Regions from separate parts of the Sus scrofa genome. Here region 1 is linked to region 2. The links are chromatin contacts, called in public HiChIP or PLAC-seq maps. All regions are on one chromosome and are shown on one strand. The core of a region is the stretch at or near the end of the contact, and the rest is flanking DNA. Distances in the headings are between cores, read along the strand shown.

What was found. HiChIP or PLAC-seq counts read pairs in DNA pulled down with a chosen protein or histone mark.
Region 1: a contact with region 2 is called in an H3K27ac HiChIP or PLAC-seq map of alveolar macrophages. The contact joins the promoter of TTF1 here to the promoter of SETX in region 2. A contact is called at or near these places in 4 of 47 Hi-C or Micro-C datasets (differentiating spermatogonia, heart right ventricle, liver and 1 more) and 1 of 2 datasets of contacts at active chromatin or transcription factors (alveolar macrophages).

What each region holds. Positions count from the first base shown.
Region 1 is chr1:272,210,268-272,214,666 of Sscrofa11.1, reverse strand. It overlaps TTF1 (transcription termination factor 1), which reads left to right and starts at 2,163. Exons shown (of 12, transcript XM_021070753.1): 1 at 2,163-2,224.
Region 2 is chr1:272,168,684-272,173,334 of Sscrofa11.1, reverse strand. SETX (probable helicase senataxin) reads left to right here and starts at 2,479. Exons shown (of 26, transcript XM_021070661.1): 1 at 2,479-2,611; 2 at 3,556-3,670.

The DNA of each region.
Region 1 (4,399 bases), core at 914-3,413, 42 kb before region 2:
TATTTATTTATTTTTGTTTTTTTGCTATTTCTTGGGCCACTCCCGCGGCATATAGAGATTCCCAGGCTAGGGGTCTAATTGGAGCTGTAGCCACTAGCCTATGCCACAGCCACAGCAACGCGGGATCCGAGCCACGTCTGCAACCTACACCACAGTTCATGGCAACACCGGATCGTTAACCCACTGAGCAAGGCCAGGGACCGAACCTGCAACCTCATGGTTCCTAGTCGGATTTGTTAACCACTGCGCCACGACGGGAACTCCGTCAATTAAAATTTTTTAAATAGGGAGTTCCCGTCGTGGCTCAGCAGTTAACAAATCTGACTAGCATCCATGAAGACGAAGGTTTGAACCCTGGCCCTGCTCAGTGGGTTAAGGATCTGGCATTGCCTTGAGCTGTGGTGTAGGTTGGAGACGCAGCTCGAATCCCACGTTGCTGTGGCTGTGGTGTTGGCTGGCAGCTACAGGTCCGATTTAGTCCCTAGTCTGGGAACCTCCATATGCTGTGGGTGTGGCCCTAAAAAGCAATAAAATCAAATAAATAAAACTTTGAATAAAAAAATGTACAAATATCCATAAGGCCCTGGGGAAGGGGTTCACCACAGAGCAATCTGCACAGACAACAAACTAGCACTTCAAAGCCTTACATACCAACAGTGGACAACACCAGCACTAAATTTCCCAAGGAAACCAGGCAGACTTGCATCTGCTCATCCAAGAGCAGCCCTTGGGTGGTGACGTGTGTGTGTGTGTGTGTGTGTGTGTGTGTGTGTGTGTGTGTGTGTGTGTGTGTGTGTCTTATGTATGCTTATGGCTTATCTAGCTGCTTCAATTCCAGACTTCCACAGAAATACAGGTTGTGCACTTTTTTTTTTTTTTTTTGTCTTTTTGTCTTTTGTTGTTGTTGTTGTTGCTATTTCTTGGGCCGCTCCTGCGGCATATGGAGGTTCCCAGGCTAGGGGTCGAATCGGAGCTGCAGCCACCGGCCTACACCAGAGCCACAGCAACGCGGGATCCGAGCCGCGTCTGCAACCTACACCACAGCTCACGGCAACGCCGGATCGTTAACCCACTGAGCAAGGGCAGGGACCGAACCCGCAACCTCATGGTTCCTAGTCGGATTCGTTAACCACTGCGCCACGACGGGAACTCCTGTGCACTTTTTAATTAAAGATGCTTGGCAGCTCACACAGAGGGAGCCAGATGGTATAGAGCAAGGAGCAGGATACTGGAGTAGATCCCAAGTTTGAATCCTAGCTGGAGCCGCACAAGTCCCCTGGGACAAGTTACATGAAGCCCTAGTTTTCTTACACACAAGGCAAGGCTGACACTACCTAATAAAGATTCCTGAAACATGGGGTTGTTATTGGATTAAATGAGAACTCTTGTTGGTGTGATTATGTTTACTATGCAATAATGCTAAAAGTTTGAGTGGCATGGACTGGACTGGACTTAACGGCCTGCTTACAGCTTTACTTTCAGTCATAAGCTCAGTTTCTTCAGGACTCAGTGGAAATGGGAGACTCAGGATAGATCTTCAAGGCTTCTTTAGCTCTACCCATTTAACCTTGCACCGGCTGACCTCACCTACTGCCCTGCCCCTCATTCACTGTGCTCGGCCACCCTGGCCTTCTTTCCGTTCCTCCAACAACCAAGTTCAGGTCCTCTCTATTTGCTCCCAGCCTGGAACACTCTTCCCTGTAGATTTTTTCCCACCCTCTTCATTTGGAAAAACTCACATGTCACTTGTCCAAGAGCCTTCCCTACTATCCAGCTTAGCACTCACTGTCGCGTCTTTCTCCATCACATTACCCTGTTCCATTTTCCTTGTATGATAATGTTAAATTCTTTTTATGTGTTTGTTCTTCGTCTTCCTCGGGTTAACCACCCCGTTCACCCCTCGACTATGAACGGAACTCAGCCAAAAAACAAACAAAACAAAAAACAACCTGTTGAATAAACGGAATGCAAGCATGATGTAGCAAGTCAATGGAGGGGCTCTGTCCCACTCTCTTATTTTTAGGTCTTGCTCTATTCCACCCCGCAAGACCCCAGAAACAAAACCGGGAGAAAGCAGCGCGGGAGTCACAGCCTGGGGGCCTACGTGCTGCTGCGACAGCGCGATGCCGGACGGGGGCGGGGCCCGGAAGTGACGCACAACTACTTCCGCTTCTACAACCCCGGCACTTCCGGATTGGAAGGCAGGCGAGGACGCGTTCGGACGGTAGGTGAAAGCGATTTTTACTTGTTCCGGGTTTTTTTTTCCCCCGGGCTCGTCTGTAAAGCGAGCGGCGTGTGGCTGCTGTCATCGCGCGGGGGACCCGCCTTTGGCCCAGGGCCCCAGGGATGGGGTCGCAGCCGCTCCAGGCCCTTCCACACGGGAACCAAGGCCGGGGTCGAGAGTCGGCCGCTCGTTGGTTCCTCCCTCTCAGCTCCGGAACGCCCACCCCGGAGCGGAGCAAGGTCTCGCTGGCACCGCAAAGCGGGGACGGAATCCGGGACCAGGCTTGGGCACGTCCCTTCAGGCGGGAAGTGGTGTGTTCAGAATAAGTGGGGAGGTAACCATTTGGGAGCCAGATGGAGAGGAAGATCCCAGTCGTTAGGAGGCGGGTTAGGTCACAACCGAGCGAAGTGCAGTCGGAAAGCAGCCAGAGTATTGAGAAACGCTGCCGAACCGGGAGGCGGGACTCAGTTAAGGGATTAGAGGACGTGATGGCCAAACTTAAACCAGTTATAGCTCAGAAAGGTAACGTGGAGGGAAAGCATTCTTGGGAGGATGAGATGCTGTTGCAAAGTCCCTGAGAACGAAAAGGAGGGCCGTGCTGTATTCTGAGAACAGAAGGAAGGCAGGATGTCTGCAACCCAGAGACATGAGAAGTGGAGAGGTGGACATGGACCAGACTAGCTCATGAAGAGCGTGGTAGGTCTGTAAGGATTTGGGATTTTATCTTAAAAATAAGAGGGAAACTAAGAAGTTTTTAGTGGGGAGTGATGGTATATTTAAAAGATTGAGCTCATTTCAAGAAATCAGAAGGAGAAGCTACGGGGGTATTTACAAAAAGGAAAGAAACTGATGGAAAGTAAAAGAATATTTGAAGGAATTGTCTGCTCTGTTCATTGTTATTAGGAGATCCTGGAAGATGAGCCAGGAAAGTGTCTCTTGAATTTAATCTCTTGAAGGTCATAGGCTTTTTTTTTTTTTTTTTTAATCTTTTTTTGGCATTTCTTGGGCCGCTCCCGCGGCATATGGAGGTTTCCAGGCTAGGGGTCGAATCGGAGCTGCAGCCACTGGCCTATGCCAGGGCCACAGCAACGAGGGATCCGAGCCACGTCTGCAACCTACACCACAGCTCATGGCAGTGCCAGATCCTTAACCCACTGAGCAAGGGCAGGGATCGAACCCGCAACCTCATGGTTCCTAGTTGGATTCGTTAACCACTGCGCCACAAGAGGAACTCCAGGTCATAGGCATTTTTTACCAGAGCAGTCTTGGAGGAGTAACAGGGATGAAATCTGCAAAGAAGTGGGTTAAGAAGTGGTTGGGGAGTTCTCATTGTGGCTCAGGGGTAAGGAACCCAACTAGATGCTTGAGGACGTGGGTTCGATCCCTTGCTTCACTCAGGCATTGCCATGAGCTGTGGTATAGGTCGGTAGGTCGCAGACACAGCTCCGATCCCGGGTTGCTGTGGCTCTGGTGTTGGCCGGCAGCTACAGCTCTCATTTGACTCCTGGACTGGGAATTTCCATATGCCAGGAGTGTGGCCCTAAAAAGAAAAAGAGAAGAAGTGGTTGGAAGGCAAAGACATGGAGAGAGGAATGTCTCTCTTAAGAAATTTTGTTGTGAAGGGAGGAAAGAGAATAGCTAGATGGGACTTTAGGGTTAGAGGGTGGTAGCATCTTGAAGTTAGAAGAGTCTAGAGATTGTTGGAGGCGTTCCCACTGTGGCCTAGTAGGTTAGGAATCCGACTGCAGCCACTCAGGTCATTGCAAAGTCATGGGTTCCATCCCCAGCCTGGCACAGTGTGTTAAAGGATCCGGCACTGCCGCAACTGTGGCCTATGTCCCTGGCCTGGGAACTTCCATCTGCTGTGAGTGTGGCGAAAGAAAGAAAGAAAGAAAGAAATGTTGGCATGCTGCTAGAAGGGAGCCAGTGCAGAAGGGAGAGGCAGAAGATACAGGAGAGAGTTGGGTTACCCATGGATCACCGTCTCTCTGAGAAGGAGGAGGCTGGGATCCAGCACGCACATGGAGGAAAGGGCCTTTGACAGAGAAGAAGCACCTCCCTTGCGGTGGCAAAAGGGAGAGAGAAGGGGGCAAAGGCAGGCAAAACCGTCAGATTTGGAGGGGAACATATTTCCGGTCTAACGTGTGTGTGAGAGTGTGTGGTCACAGGCGAGAT
Region 2 (4,651 bases), core at 1,230-3,729:
AATAGCAAAAAAAAAATCCAAAAAACCAAAAAAAATCCTCAACCATATACATCAAGTATGTATTTTATTGAGTAAATTGTATGTAAATTATAGAAAGTTGACAAAAATAATGGAATATGAGGCAAAAGTGAAAATTAATGATGATGAAATCACTAGAAATCATTAAAACAAAAATTTAGTAATTAAGAATAGGTCCATTTGAGATAAAAATAACTAGTAATATGTTCCGGGATTGTTGATAATCCAAATGATGAAAAGTGAGTCAAATGATCATACTGGAAAAAGCACTAAAAATTTGACCTAAAATACTGACGCATAAAACTTACAATATGTATCTAAAAATGCAGCTTGCAGCAAGGCTGGATCCTTATGCCACTGAACAAGGCCAGGGATTGAACCTGCATCTTCAGGTTTACTAGTCTGAGGCTTAACCTGCTTAGCCACAACAGGATTCCCAGTTTTGTCTGTTTAGAAATGTGTGATATTTATTTCAACTAAATATCAAGACCAGGCCTCAAGTTGTGTAAAGTTTGGGCTCTACAAAGTACCTAAGATCAATGACTCTCTGAGTGTAAAAAGCGAATTGCAGAAAAACGCCATCTAATTTCCTAAAATTTAAACACAAAAAACAATACATGTACAGGTTAAAGACAAATGTGATAAAATTATTTTTTTTTTACTTTCTTTTAAATTTATTTTTTCCGCTGTGCAGCATGGGGACCAAGTTACACTTACATGTATACATTTTTTCCCCCACCCTTTGTTCTCTTGCAATATAAGTATCTAGACATAGTTCTCAATGCTACTCAGCAGGATCTCATTGTAAATCCATTCCAAGTTGTATGTGATAAAATTATAAGGGAAAGTTCACAGCGGGCTCAGAGGCAGGATGGAATTATGACTTCAGTGGGTGCTAGGCACTTTCTGCCTTCATGGGCACGTTCTTAAAAACATCAAAAATTGTGTTTTTGACTGTATTGGTATAAAGATAAATGGTAAAATTTAAAAGATGTTCTTCACTTGTTTCTCTTTCTAAAAAAAAAAAAAAGCTTTTTTTCAATGGCCATCCAGATCCCTGTTTTTCAAAAGCATATTATTTTTGAACGGATATATACACAACTTAAAACGCAATATAGCTTCGGTTTTGTAACTCTTTGCAACGCGGGATGTGAATGTGGCTTCAACATTTCACCGGGCAGAGAAAAATCTAGAAGCGAGGAAAATAACGGTCTTGACCTCGCGCTCGGACTTCAGCCCCTGGGGTTGGTCAAGTCCCCTAACGGCTGTCCGGGCTTCCCGACCGGCCCCACCCCCTTTCTGGAACGTTCCCTCGGCAGGTGCCTTCCCCGTTCTCCCCGGCGAGCCCTCTCATTCTTCGGTTAGGGTTCTCCTCGGCGCGGTCGTCGCTGCCAGGCCTGTCCGCATCGGGCCCATCTCAGCCTCTTCTTTCCTTTAGAGCCTTGATCGGAACCAGTAATTATTTTGTTTTTCCTCTCCTCTATTAATAAAATAGGAGGCTAGTGGTGATGCCCCACCGTTAAAGTCTGTATTATGCGTTTAAAAAAAAAAAAATGGATAGGCTTTCGAGGGGGGTTTACTATCACATTCTGTATTGTTTCTTCTCCAGCGGATAGTTAATCTCTTCTTAATTTTTTTTTTTTAATCCTTTTAGGGGGCACTGGGGCATACGGAGGTTACCAGGCTAGGGGTAGAATCAGAGCTGTAGCCGCCAGCCTAGGCCACAGCAACTCGGGATCCGAGCCTTGCCTGCGACCTACACCACAGCTCACGGCAACACTAGATCCTTAACCTACTGAGCGAGGCCAGGGATGGAACCCTTAACTTCATGGTTCCTAGTCGGATTCGTTTCTGCTGTGCCATGACGGGAACTCCGGTTTTTCTTTCTTTTTTAAAACGTATCCCTTTATAAATTCTTTTTACCTTTCTGTCTCCAAAAGTATTTTTTTATTACCTAAGGCACTTTATTACATTTATAGTTGTCTAACGTAATGTATCCCTTTTCCATAATACTATATATATAGTGTGTGTGTGTATACACACATATTTTCCCCAAATTACTTGTTGATTACATATTATATTTTAGGTCTTTAAAGGAAATCTAAAGAGGAAAAAAAAAATCCCCTCCCTATCCCTTACGCCCCCTGCTGAAGCACCCGAGGCGTCGAAAACAGAAGAAAAAGGACGGAACGGGAAAAGGCAGGAGGGTAAGGCGTCCAAAGGTAGGGGCGTCGAGGCGCCGCTGATGCTTGGAGAGATCCGGGGCGGTGCAGGCAGGGCTCCCGGCTCAGCTGCAAACTCCCCCCCTCCCCTCACGGACGCTCCTGATTGGCTGGCCCGGTAGTCTGGAAGTGACGCAAGCGCCTGGCTTTCCGGCCTCCCGGCCTCCAGGCGGAGCCCGGGAGCCTCTCTTCCCACGCCCCGCCCCTTGGGGCATCAAAACAAGAGAGCGGCCGCTGGGGCGGGGCCTGGAGACGGCCGGCGCCGCGCAGGGGGCGGGGCCTGCGCTCGCGGCGCCCGTGGGTTGGGCGGTGGGGATGGAGTGCGCGCCCGCACTTCCGCCCTCCGCAGACTGCTGAGCCGAGGCATGGCGGTGGGTTGGCGGCGGGCGCGAAGCCGAGCGGGGTGAGGCGAGCGGCGGGCTCGAGGCCGCAGGCCCAGCGGGCGTGCGCGCGCGCGCGCGGGGCCGCGTGGAGTAACCGTCGCGGCGCGCGAGGCCCGTGCGGGCGGGGGAGGGGCGGCGCGGGCTGGTCTGCCTCCCTGACGAGAGGCGCGGCGCCGCCGGCGGGAGCAGCTGCGCGGCGTCCAGCCCTCTGGGGTGGGGGGCCCTCCGCTGCCTCCTACACCCCGGGCCCGGGCGCCGGCTTCCCCGTCCGCGTCCTCCGCGTGGTCTACGCGGCGGTCCCGTGTGAGCTCTCTGCGGTCTGGGCGCTGCGCCGTTTCCGCGGGAGTGGGTGGGGGTCTCGGTGTAGTAAGTACGTCTCGGCTCGACGCCCCCTCCTCCCTCTGCTCCGAAGCGCGTGCCTCTGGAGGGCTGGCCTCTCCCGAGGGGCCACCTGAGCCCTCCCTGCCCCACCTGAAGGCGGGGGAGCGCTGACAGCCAGCCGGAGGGACTTTGCCGCCCTCCCCACCTTCCGGGAGCGACGATGTGGCCCGAAAGGAAGCGGGCACGAGGCTCGAAGGGCGGAGAACGCCGGGGTCTGCCGTTTGCAGCGGTGCAGATGAGTTAGTTGCCGTCCTGGGGCTGAATGTATCTGCATGTGCTCATGGGAGTCTTCGGCAAAGTGCCCCTCTGTCCCCGAAGTGGGGACGAGGTCTCCCGTGGAACTCCTCCTCCCGGTGGCATCCGAATGGCAGTTGCACCATTCCTTCATTACTTGTAGACCTGTAGGCGAGTTGTCTTAAGTTCTCTAAGCTTGAGCCTTTTCATCAAATGAATGTATTGGGTTCTTACTTGTCAAGAGTTGATGTGAAACTCAGATAAGAGAGAGAGTATAAAAACCACTTCCTCCGATTTCTTTTGTTTTGCTTTTTCAGAAATGTCCATTTGGGGCCAGAGTCTGGGTATATATGAATGTAAATCTTCACCCAGTGTCAGATAAGCCCAGGGATCTGACTACAAGGACAACTTCTCTGTAGGCTATTACCGCAGGTAATTATTATTATTATTATTTTGTCTTTTTGCAAATTCTTGGGCCGCTCCCACAGCATATGGAGGTTCCCAGGCTAGGGGTCGAATCAGAGCTGTAGCCACCGGCCTACACTAGAGCCACAGCAACGCGGGGTCCGAGCTGCATCTGCGACCTACACCACAGCTCATGGCAACGCCGGATCCTTAACCCACTGAGCAAGGGCAGAGATTGAACCCGAACCCGAAACCTCATGGTTCCTAGTCGGATTCCTTAACCACTGAGCCAGGACGGGAACTCCAGGTAATTAATTTTTAAATAAACATTTAAGATGTTTTTTCAGTCACTTCATACATACACAAAACTGATCCTTGCTCCCTAGTAGACTCAGAATTGCAGAGAACTTAGCAGGTAGGTGGGAGACAGAAAAGTAAACAGCTCAGCCCACGTGGTAAATGCAGTAATAGAATTGTACAGAGTCCTGAGGGGCTGGAGAAGAAGCTTCTCAAAGACTGGGTGGAAGGGAGGGGCTGAGTCGGACAAGCCCTCAGGCCTGAAGGTGTTTGTGGGTTGCACATAGGAAGTTCTTAAATCTGGCTTTGTTGTCAAAATCACTGGTGGAGTTATTTTAAAATGAATCTGAATTTTATCAGTAGTATCTCACCGTCTCCTTTTTTTTTTCCCCTCCCCAAGTTCCTTTGGTGAGTCTCTTATGCATCCAGGGTTAAAAGACAGGCAGATATGAAGGGTGGGTGTTCAAGGCAGGTGGAAGGGCTTCCATAAAGGCAGGCAATGCCAAACACTAGGAAGCATTTTAGGAAGAGCGGGTAAGGGGGAATGGCAAGAGATTATGCTGAAGCCAGGTCACGGAGGGTCATAGATGATGCTTAAGCCAGGTCGTGGTGAGCTCAAACATTTTAATTAGAGCCACAGCAGTGTTAATGCCAAGTTCTTCACCGCCAGGCTACCAGGGAACTCCTCAAACATTTAAATTTTATCCCCCA